Linked DNA regions of Mus musculus: region 1 is linked to region 2. The links are chromatin contacts, called in public HiCAR-type maps. All regions are on one chromosome and are shown on one strand. Each heading gives the region's core, a stretch centred on a gene start, on an enhancer-like site or on the middle of the called end of the contact. The rest is flanking DNA. Distances are from core to core; before and after follow the strand shown. Region 1 overlaps Tbc1d32 (TBC1 domain family, member 32). Region 2 holds the start of Asf1a (anti-silencing function 1A histone chaperone).

The links. HiCAR-type assays count read pairs that join an accessible place to other places.
Region 1: a contact with region 2 is called in a HiCAR-type map of astrocytes, with 8 times the contacts expected there. The contact joins the enhancer-like site here to the promoter of Asf1a in region 2. A contact is called at or near these places in 6 of 39 promoter capture datasets (the C10 cell line, cranial neural crest, frontonasal cranial neural crest and 3 more), 4 of 115 datasets of contacts at active chromatin or transcription factors (acute myeloid leukemia, astrocytes, embryonic midbrain and 1 more) and 1 of 9 other capture datasets (adipose tissue).

What each region holds. Positions count from the first base shown.
Region 1 is chr10:56,112,636-56,117,734 of GRCm38.p6, reverse strand. All of the region lies in intron 22 of Tbc1d32 (TBC1 domain family, member 32), which reads left to right. Msl3l2 (MSL3 like 2) reads right to left here. Exons shown (of 2, transcript NM_001163833.1): 2 at 855-2,881. The coding sequence starts at 2,554. The coding sequence ends at 1,439. Among named protein-coding and RNA genes, the nearest start is that of Msl3l2, 8.3 kb to the right of the region's middle. Within about 2 kb of position 1,889, at least 302 of the 459 cell types and tissues checked have an H3K27ac peak or open chromatin away from gene starts, as enhancers often do. A contact at or near this core is called in acute myeloid leukemia, adipose tissue, astrocytes and 2 more, where this site is marked.
Region 2 is chr10:53,594,187-53,599,349 of GRCm38.p6, reverse strand. Asf1a (anti-silencing function 1A histone chaperone) reads right to left here and starts at 2,389. Exons shown (of 4, transcript NM_025541.3): 1 at 2,052-2,389. The coding sequence starts at 2,160. All of the region lies in intron 7 of Mcm9 (minichromosome maintenance 9 homologous recombination repair factor), which reads left to right.

The DNA.
Region 1 (5,099 bases), core at 640-3,139, 2.5 Mb before region 2:
TATTAAGCTTCCTTTCCTGTTTCTCATTTTGAAAATCAGAGCTAAACACCCTTGGAGGGCTTTCTTGATCTATGGCCTCCTTTCTAGTGTCCATTATTTCTCACTTGTTCAGCTCTGACTAGAGGAAGGCCATCTTCATCTCCCCAACCACAGTGCTCCTTACTGCCTCCAGGCCTTTAGCACACTTTTCCCTCCACACACAAAAACAGCCTGTCCTCAAGGGCAAAGCTTGCTCTGTCCCCGCCAGCAGATCCCTAGCCCCTTCCCAGTGTGACCTTTGCAGTGAAGGTTGCTCCCACAGATTGAGTCATTCTGAACTTTCCGTACCTACCCTGCTATTCAGCACCTTTTAAAAACATTTGCAAAATTTGTCCATTAAAAGATTTGCCTGAACTCTTTCATCTTTCCCAAGATTTAGCGGCTTGCTGTTCCTAGCCATCTAAAGTATTTAGAGAAATATTTTTCTTAGGATGTTTTATTTCAACATTAAAAACTGCGTATTTCATGGTAAAGATGAAGTAACAGCATCATCCGGTATTGTTTTCATTGTATCAGACAGGAAAGCAAGTTCTAGTCTGTCAACGTGCCTTTTAGATTCATATCTTATATAATAATTCTTAAGTATACATTCAAACGTAAAGTGTTTTAATATAAGCCCCCTAAATTCAGTTTCCTTTGCTCTCATTGAGGCCGTATCGTATCTCATATAAAATTATTGTCAGTTTTCTCCAAAACAAAATTAGGGAATCTACTTTGTGCAACAGCTTTCTGCTTTGTGAAATGTTGGTTTTCTTTTTACTTTACATTTAGGCATAAATAGTAAACGTTGTATAAGAATAGAGAAGCTTTATAAATAATTTTGTCAGACAAAAATGCTTTATTTAGATAACCAAAGAAAATGTTTCACAGAAAGGGAATTTTACAAATTATAGAGCTGGAAATTCTCTTTTGCTGTCAATGTTTGTTTTCCCCAGAAGTTATTTCAGATTGCCATGTGTCCAAATATGAACTCATATATTCTGAACAGAGTCCTCCAATCTCATCACATTAGAAGAGTCTTCAAAAATATTTTGCTTGATGCTAAGAAAACTAAACACCGTAATTCTTGTTAACAGCCTGTGTGATGTCTACCAGAAGAGCAGAACCTATGTATAGTTTGGAATATTCCCTCTGAACATAGGAGAGGCTGCTTCCTGCTGTCACACGCAGCCTGTGCAATGGCATGTATTTTTATACATTAACTAATTAAGCAACTTTACCTCCCTACAGGCAAGGCAACAAAACAAAGCAAGGAAGTAATTGGTTGTTAACAAAAATAACTGCAGTATGTGAGGAACTCAAATATCCAAGCCTGTCCCCTCTCCCCCAAGGTGGGCCAACCTAGAACACTGAACACAAAGCCAGGTGGAGCAGCTATGCTTACAGAGACATTAAAACTTTAACACAGTGTCCTGGGGTTCTTGCTGCTATAGTGCGCCTCACAGGCAGAGACATAAGCTGACTCCAGGAAGAAGTCAGCCTGGTATTCTGCTAAGAACCTTAGAAAGAGATCCAAGTGCTTAAGTAGTGCCTTCAGATTCTTCTCAGAGAAGGACATCTTTCCAAGAATCTCTGGAAGTTTTACAAACAGTCGCAGTAAATGCTGCGCGCCATAAATGTAGGAGGGAGGAGGCGGTTGGTGTCCTGGAGGGTAGTTGTCTGGCACAAGCTTCCAGGAGAGGATCTCATTTATTTCCTCAGTTGTCCCTTCAAAGCCAGCAAACATGGCACTCCCTTCCTTGCCAGGAGTCAGAGCGATGGGGGACGGTGCTGCGCTGTGCACAGGTGTCTTTTGCAAGTGCGGGAACAGCTTGGGCACACTGCGCTTGGCCTGGGGCGAGGCCCGGTCCTCAGCCTGCCAGTGGCAGTGGGTGCTGTGGCGGGTGGATCGCCTGGGAGCCCGCGTTGCCTCGGCCTCTGCCCTGCGCCTCTTGGGGGCAGCTGGCCCCGCCACGGCCTGGCTCTCCGAGGGCTGCGGGGGCGACGGGCCCGGCCAGGGCGCCTCCTGGCTCCTGCCAGCATCGCTGGCTCGCTCCTCAGTGGGGAAGAAAAAGGTGGAGGAGGTGACCATTTCGTACTGAGCCTGTTCCTGAGGGTAGAGCAGCACCAAGGGGAGCGCGTGGTCGAAGGTGATGCGCAGCCCGTCCGCCATCTCCCGGCACAGGCCCACGCTCCTCTCGGGCGCAGCGCGCTGGGGCTGCGGCCGGCGGTCCCCCAAGGCCAGCACGCTCGCCGAGAAGTGGCGCACGTAGCACTCAAGGATGGCGCCCACATTGGTCTGGCAAGGCAGCCTCACCAACCGCCGCCTGCGGTTGATGTAGTAACAGTCGTCCGCCAGCCGCTGCTGGAGCACTTCCGGGATGGGGATGCGCATGGCCCGCTCGTCCGCTTCCCGTCTTGTGTGGGGTTCCACTTCTTTCTTGCCTTTAGGCTTTGAGTCGCCATCACCTCGATCACTCCCTCCTTCATCCTTCCCCTCACCGTCATCCTTAGGTGCGCAGCCGAGGGTGGCCATGGTCGTCACTGGCAACGCGCCGCTCTCGCCCCTCCGGCCTGGGCTCCTCTGGCGGGCTGCTGTTTTCCTGGCAGGCTCACACTGTAACCTGAGACTTCATGAGTCTTCACAGAGCCAGAGGTCTCGGGCTGTCACCTCCCATCTCAGCCATTCAAATAGATCAGAGTCTGGAACTTTCTGCCAGTTTTTTTCCCCAGCAACCGTGTGACGATCTCAGCGCTGCACAGCACTCGAGCCCGCGGCAGTGGTCAAGCTGGAAGCGCAGCACTTCCTGAGTCGAATTGAAATTCAGTTGTTGTTTTTTCTTAAGGACCAGCCTCTGTAGGACTTTAGGAGAAAAAGAATAACACCAATTTTAGAAATAAATTTAGATTGGAAATTGGTCATTTTAACGTAATAAAACACAGTTGAGTGTTCGTTAATATTCCATTATACCAAATAACCTACTTATTCTTAGTAACCCAGTTACTAGTTAAATCTGATTAACTTTAGTAATGAGACAGTTAAAATTACATTATGGAAATATTTAATATCATAAATTAGAATATAACCTTGATTACAAATTCCTCATTTTAAAAATTTATGTACGTGCACACAATCACAAATACCCATATACATATCCAGTACTTTCTATTCTTTGTATTAATTTAAATGATCATCTGTTGCTAATTGTTCAATCAGCAACTAATGTTTTATTGTACATGTAGACTGTCCAGTGTTTATAAAATTAGGATTCATGAACATTTTAATTTAAAACCGATAGATAAATCTGTGGACAGCTATACTTTTTTTTTTTTTTTTACAACAAATTCTTATAAGTGGTGTTAGCGATGTTAAAGAATTGGCACATTTTCAAATTATACATTTCTATCTACCCTTTTTGCATGTCTCATAGGTTGTGGCTTTCTCCATTCTGCCAATTTGATGGAATCTATTTCTTCTATTCAGTTGTTCACTCGGTCAGAAAATATTTAAGTTCCCAGCAAGCACTATGCTCTATTAGCTATTCTTTGTGTGTGTGTTACTTGTGTGTCTTTTGCATTCTTTTTATTTGGGAATTCATTTTTTTTTCCACTTTGCTAATTTTTTTCCTCCTCAGGGTGCATCTATGCACCCCCACACCAGACTTAGAAAAGTTTTTTAGACATAAGTGTAGTCCTTTGTCAATTCTTTCTACCGTGGCTAGTGACTTCCATGAGTAGTAGTTCTAGGGTTTTGTTTGTTTTTATGTCTGTTTGTTTCATGCCAGATGCTGGGCATTGCAGATGAGTTCTAACTCACCTGCCAGTGATTAGTCTGTATTAGCCCTGTCTTGGTAACCAAGTGTAAAGCATTGCATTGAGCACAGACACAGCTTCTATTAAGCATTCAGATTTGCAAAATATATAAATTCACCAGTATGTATATATAACAAAATGTGTATATTCAGTGTGCTTCTAGTCCATACTTTGTCTTTATATATATTTGCAAAGCTTTGTATTTACAAAAGCCCAAACTAAACTGAAGCTGCAGGAGGTCCCAGATCCTTTCTGCAGCTCAGATCAGATTAGGGCAAGGCGGAAAGCCTAGTCAAAATTTCCATTCATTCTTCCTTCAGTGTTCATTCAGAGACCTGGTGGCAAACTGGCTCTGTCCCTGTTCTTTCTTTTACAAATCTGTAAATATTGAAAACTTGAAGCTTCATATTCATGTGCACACTTGGTGTGCATATCTACGGTTTTGTATAAATTGTGTCCCCATTTTTGGGTTTTGACTATCAGGCAGGAAGTTTTCTCTAACCCTGTGGGAGGAAAACTTTTATATCAAAGAAATGAATGTAGTTAAGTAAGATATAGCCAAATATGTGAATACAGGAGATATACAAAAGCAAATTTATGTGAAACATACATTCTGTATGATTAGAGTTTGTAAAGGCCTATTCTCTAGAATTTATGAGATGGTGCACAAATTGATTTAAAGTATTGTTAAAAATGAAATGTACTTCATTTTTATTTAATGCACTAATTTAGCAGCAGAAGAGAAGTGGCAGAGAGAGAGAGAAGGGCTTGTGCCTGTGGGAAGGAACTAAATCGAGAGTGAAATGTCTTCAAGTGGAGACTATGGTATCCAAGTCCTATTTACACAGTCATTCCTGTACCCTCCTCACTAGTGCTATGCAATGCTGTAAAGAAGCGTACAGTATTTCTATTAAATAAAGGTAGATTTAGTTTGGGTTGTGCAAGTTTTTCAGGCAGTAATTGTCAACCTGTGGGTTGTGACCTTTCACAAAGTAGCCTAAGACCACCAGAAATATCAGACACTTACATTACAATTGATAACAGTAGCAAAATCATAGTTTTGAATATAAGTATATGGTTAAAATACATGAAGAAATGAATTAAAAGGTCGCAGCATTAGGAAGGTTGAAAGCCATTGTAAGGGATCCACTATGTTAAAGCATGCATTATAAAGCAAGTAAAAGGGCCTATAATATCACACACTTTATTCAAAGACCTCAGATATTTCACATTGAAGTAATTTTTATTTCTAGTAGTGAATGAGGAAA
Region 2 (5,163 bases), core at 1,140-3,639:
TTTCTGTATATATGGGTACTGATGTGGAGGTCAGAGGACAACTGGTTGGAGTCAGTTCTCTCCTTCTACCAAGTGGATTCCTGACAATAAGGAGGCTAATTGGTACGTTGGAGGTAGACACAAATCATAAACTCAAAATTACCTGTAGAGGAATTTCTACGTTGATCAGTAACTTAACAAGTCACAGTACAACAAAAGTATGGGCCCTAGAAACGAGCTTCTGCAGGGTAAATCAACGCCCATCTCCTTGCTCCACAGAGCCTCTAGATGGAGTAGACAGGAATGGCACCTTTGTCAAGGGTTCCTCTGCAGCTTTGGAATGACTCAGCTTAAAATACCTTAAAATAATGGTGCGCTGGTTTTGAATTGTACTAGAGGAAGGCATATTCTTGACTTGAGTAATAACACTGTTGTGAAAGGATCCCTGTTTAACATGGAACCCTGTTTGGTTTCTGTGGGTGGCTGGTTTCGAACTATCCAGTGTAATGACTCTGTAACAATATCCTAGAGCCTATCTTCCTCATACAATGTGGACCTAAAATGGAAGCCATCATATGAGAAACACCTGTAGTGTAAAGAACTTCTAATGCCTCGAACACTGCACTGAGTTAGGATGGACTCAGCCATGATCTTACTTTATATTTGATCATTTGTATATAAATTGGCAGTTTGAAAAAGAAAATTAAAATCAGTGTTGGGGTTGGAAATAGGTCTGATGTGGAAATGCTGTTACATTTCAAATGGAAAACACCCTTACACTTACATTAATCATCACAGTCTATTCAGAGACTACTATATTTTAATGTTTAGTCAATCTTCAAAATATGTCCCACTCACTAAATGTATGCACGTTATAATTTACATACGTATTAAAAACAGCAGGGTACGTTTTAAGTGATGGTTAGCCAAAGGAGTGAAGAGAAGGGGCTGTGACTTCCTTTTTACAATTTTTAAAGGTTTATTGCAATGGTTTTTATAATTAAAGTTAACATTCTACATGAAGTACATTGAAGAGATTATAAACTTTTAAATTAAAAGAGAAATTCTTTTCGTCATGATTAGGATAATACAAGGCATTTTGTCGAAATACTTTCAAGTCCCAAGATGTCCTCCTAGTTAACTAAAATTTAACACCAATGAAGTTAAACTTTTTGTTTCAAATGTTGAAAATGAAGCATTGATTTTAATAAAATCTAAGAAAAGCGTTAAGAAGCCATATTTTAGCTTTCTAAGTTCTGTATTACCTCACTATTTCGCATTTTTTAAACCGTAAAATGTACTTCAGAAAGGATTTTGCCTTCTATCTCCCAGCTAACGTTTGCATTTTCTCCATCTGCTTGGACGTGGAGTTATTTTAATTGCTTCTTCTTCACACGTTCTGGAGAAAGTCTTTCAGACTTTCTAAACGCCAGAGAAGTGCCTGGAATTGGTTAAGCACCCTGCTTCTGCTCTAGGGTGCCATGGAACTTCCCAGCCCCTCACCATTTCTCTCCGAGAGGTCTCTGTCCCCGGGGAGAGGCGGCGCACAGCATCCCGGGCGCCCGCGGAGAGCACGGCCGCCCCCCGGGAGCCAGGCGCCGAGGGGCCGAGCCCAGCGCCCGCCTTCCGCGCTGGTTGGTGGAGGGAGCCGGAGAGCGGCGCGAGGACAGCCTCGGCGGGGCTCGGGCGGGAAGGCGCGGGCCCGCTCGCCCCCGGCGGTCCGGAGCAGGCGTCGTGCCGCCGGGTAAGATGGCTCCGCTTCCCACCGGCCCAGCTTGCTCCCCACCGGGCCGTGGGGCCCTGGGGCCGCCGAGGCCGCACGACCCCCCGCCAGCGCCGCGCGAGCCGGGGGCCGCCGAGCGCCGCCCGCCGCAGACAAAGCTGACAACATGGCTCCCTCCGCCCGGCAAGTTGCTCGCAAGTTGCGGCGCGGCCGGCGTCCCTCAACTTCAAGTTTCCCTCGCATGGCCGCCCTCCCGCCGGCCGCCGGCCGCGGCCCACCCCGCGCGAGGCCGGGCCGGGAAACTTTAACGTCCGCCGCCGCAACTGACAGCCCGGCGCCACTCGCTCACCTTCAGACAGGTCCTCGATGCACTCGAAGGTGATCTCGAACTGGAACGGGTTGTAGAAAGGCGACGGGTTATCCAGCACCACTACATTGTTCACCTGAACCTTTGCCATATTTTGAAGAAAACACAAACAATGGGGCCGGGGCTGGCGGCACCACCGAGTCCCGCGCGCGGCCGCTCCGAGAGCGCAGACCCCCGCCCCGGCGCGGCGCGGCCCGACGTCGTGCAGCTGCGACTTGAGAAACTTTTTTTTCCTTTTTATTTACACGGCGGCACTCCACGGTGTTTTGCAGCTTTCCTATTTCACTAAACTACAGCCCATTCTGCCCTGATAACTAGCAGCGTTGCCCGCGATTGGCTGCCCCCGAGCTCTGACCCTCCTCCTCCAGCGAGGGCCGCGGCGGCGAGCAAGATGGGCTCCCGCTCGCAGAACGGACGGGAAACTTTCACTGCGGCTCCACCTGCTGGTGCGGACCAGGACAAAGGCGCAGAACAAAGTGAGTGGAATAGGGGCTGGGAGGCCCGCGCGGAGGCCGCCGGCGGCGGGGGAGGGGCGACGCAGGCCCCGCCCCCGCCCGGCGGGGCCGCGCCACACGTCGGGCGTGGCCGCGGCGGGACGGAGGGGGCGGGACCCGTGGGGTGGGCGGGGCCGGCGGTGGAAGCAGGAGGGCGCGAGGCGGCCCCGTGTGTGTGCGCAGCATGGGCCTTGGGGTTTTTCGGGTTTTCTTCCAGCCTTTAACGCTTCCCCCACCAGTGCCGGCGGCTTTGCTGGCTCTGCTGGATTTAGCAGATAAGGTGTGCTTTGCAGCCCTTGTCAGGCCCAACTAGCTGTCTGTGCTTCTCGCAATCGTAATGGTAGAGAATAGGGAGAAGGGCTGGTTGCAGTGGGAATAAATTGCATTTTTATAGCCCATGTCAGCTCGAAAGGAGCAAGCCATTTTGGAATTCAAGTTCTTGGCCACGACAGTGCGGTGAAATAGATACAAAATGAGGGCGGGGTGATTTTACACACACACACGCAGGCTAGAAAAAAAATATGCGATCTTCAGCTGCATGTTGGATTTCTTCCCATTTAATAACTGAAAAGATGTAAAACAAAACAAAAAAAAAGAAATAAAAGGGGGAAAACGTGATCAGTTACAGCGAGGCTTCTGTTGTTGGGGGGGCACAGAGAAAGAAGTCAAAAGTCGAGAAAATGGAAGTGTCTGAAGGCCAAAGGACAACAAATGTATTTTTGGTGGAATATGAGAAAGGAGAAAGCACAGATAACATGCCATTTGCTCTTCAAGGCATTTATAACAAACATTCATAAGTGAAAAAGTGCAGCACACCAATTCTGAGGAGACCTTCCATGCCTGTGACGCCTGTGAGACCATTTCAAGGCTGACTGGAGGAAAAGTTGCTTGTTTATGGTACTTAGCCACTGTGGGTAGACTAGGAAACAGGAAACGGAAACCTAACACCTTTGTGAATGTGAACTGATTCTTTTTACTGTGGAGGTGTTACTCATAAACCATTGGGTTCTTTTCTTTTTCCTTATAAATGAAACTACTAAACTATTCAATAAAATCCGGAGTGAAAATTATGTCTTAGTATTAATCTGCAAGTGAAGTTTCTGCTAGTGTGCAGAATTTAATTAATCTTCCTTGGACAGGTTGAGACTCAACTGGATTGCTGTGGATGATCTGTCCTTGTCCGAAGACCTTTAGTTATCATGAAGCAGGGCCTTCCATGTTTAAGGAGATTAAAGTGGGGAGAGAGCCACTTTTATTGTCAGTACGCTGGGCAATCGGTGTCCATCAGTTCAGTCACCATTGTTTTTGTGCATCAGAGTAAAAGTCACACTGTGGTAGTAGGCAAGATGACCATGGCTGGTAAATAATACACGTAGCTCTTATTAACCCTAGTTTTACATGATGTTAGCCAAGATAAAGGAAGCAGTGAGGTTGTAATATGCAGTTATGGCAGGCACCCTGGAGATTCCAACTGACTTATCAATGTGCTCTTATGTGCTTTTTACATGCTTCTTGCTGTTAGACCAGAAGTGTGTTATAAACTATAGAAGACTCATTTCTAGTGGATGTACATACACACACACACACACACACAAGCATGTATGTATCAGGGATTGCTTGTTTGTTTGTTTTTTGTCTCTTGTTTTTTTTTTTTAAGTGCCGTATATAACAGTATTTGGAGGAGGGATCTTCCCATTTTCCAAGCGCTATCTCCAGCACTCTCATCTTGCCCCTCTATGTTATTACTGCTCATCAAAAAATTTTAAGAAAAAACTTGGTCCAATAATTTTTTCACCATGAACAATATTTTTGGAAACCTACCCCTTCCTCCCCAAAAACCCCTTAGAAGCACTGTACCATGTTTCTAAGTAAACTGACAGCTTTAGGAACGATGATGTATACCACGCTGACTCAGTCAGAACAATGTCTAGGTGACTCCCCAGCAGAAAACCATACTATAACTAATGGGTCAAAACGGAGAGGCTCCACAGAAGGATCAGAGACCTCAAATCACTACTTTCTACTTTGGGTACTACCTGAATTTGATTTGTTAGATTTTTAAAAATGAAAACCATGAATGAACTGCCAAGGGCTGTTGTTACAGGCTAAATTGTGTTCACATCAAATTCATATATTGAAGCTTTATCATCTCAAGGAAAGGACAAGAAGGCCATTCACAAGCCAAGGGACTGGCTCTGAGGAAACAAGGCAAAGCTAGCAGCCCTGTAAGGTCTAGGGTCCAGTATGGTGAGGGAATAAATTTCTATTTAAACTTGTCAATGATATTTTGTTAGCTCTAGAAAACACACAAAGTATGTTTTTTCTCTCATAGCAAATTAAAGTTGTTGAGTATTTAAGCATGTTTTATCCTCATATTCCTGAGTTATCACGTGCCTTATGAGCCATGAGATGCAGTGGGGAGGATGCTGTGAGGATGGGGGATGCTATGCACAGCCATTCTCCAGTGCAAGAATCTGCTGACAGTCATCTATGTTGGTTGTTATTGGAGTAGACAAGCAGTGTGTTTCCATGGATCCGAAAATCCTCTGCAGTGGGCTTCTAGGACTGAAACATTTACTTAAATTGAGGTTTCACAGAGA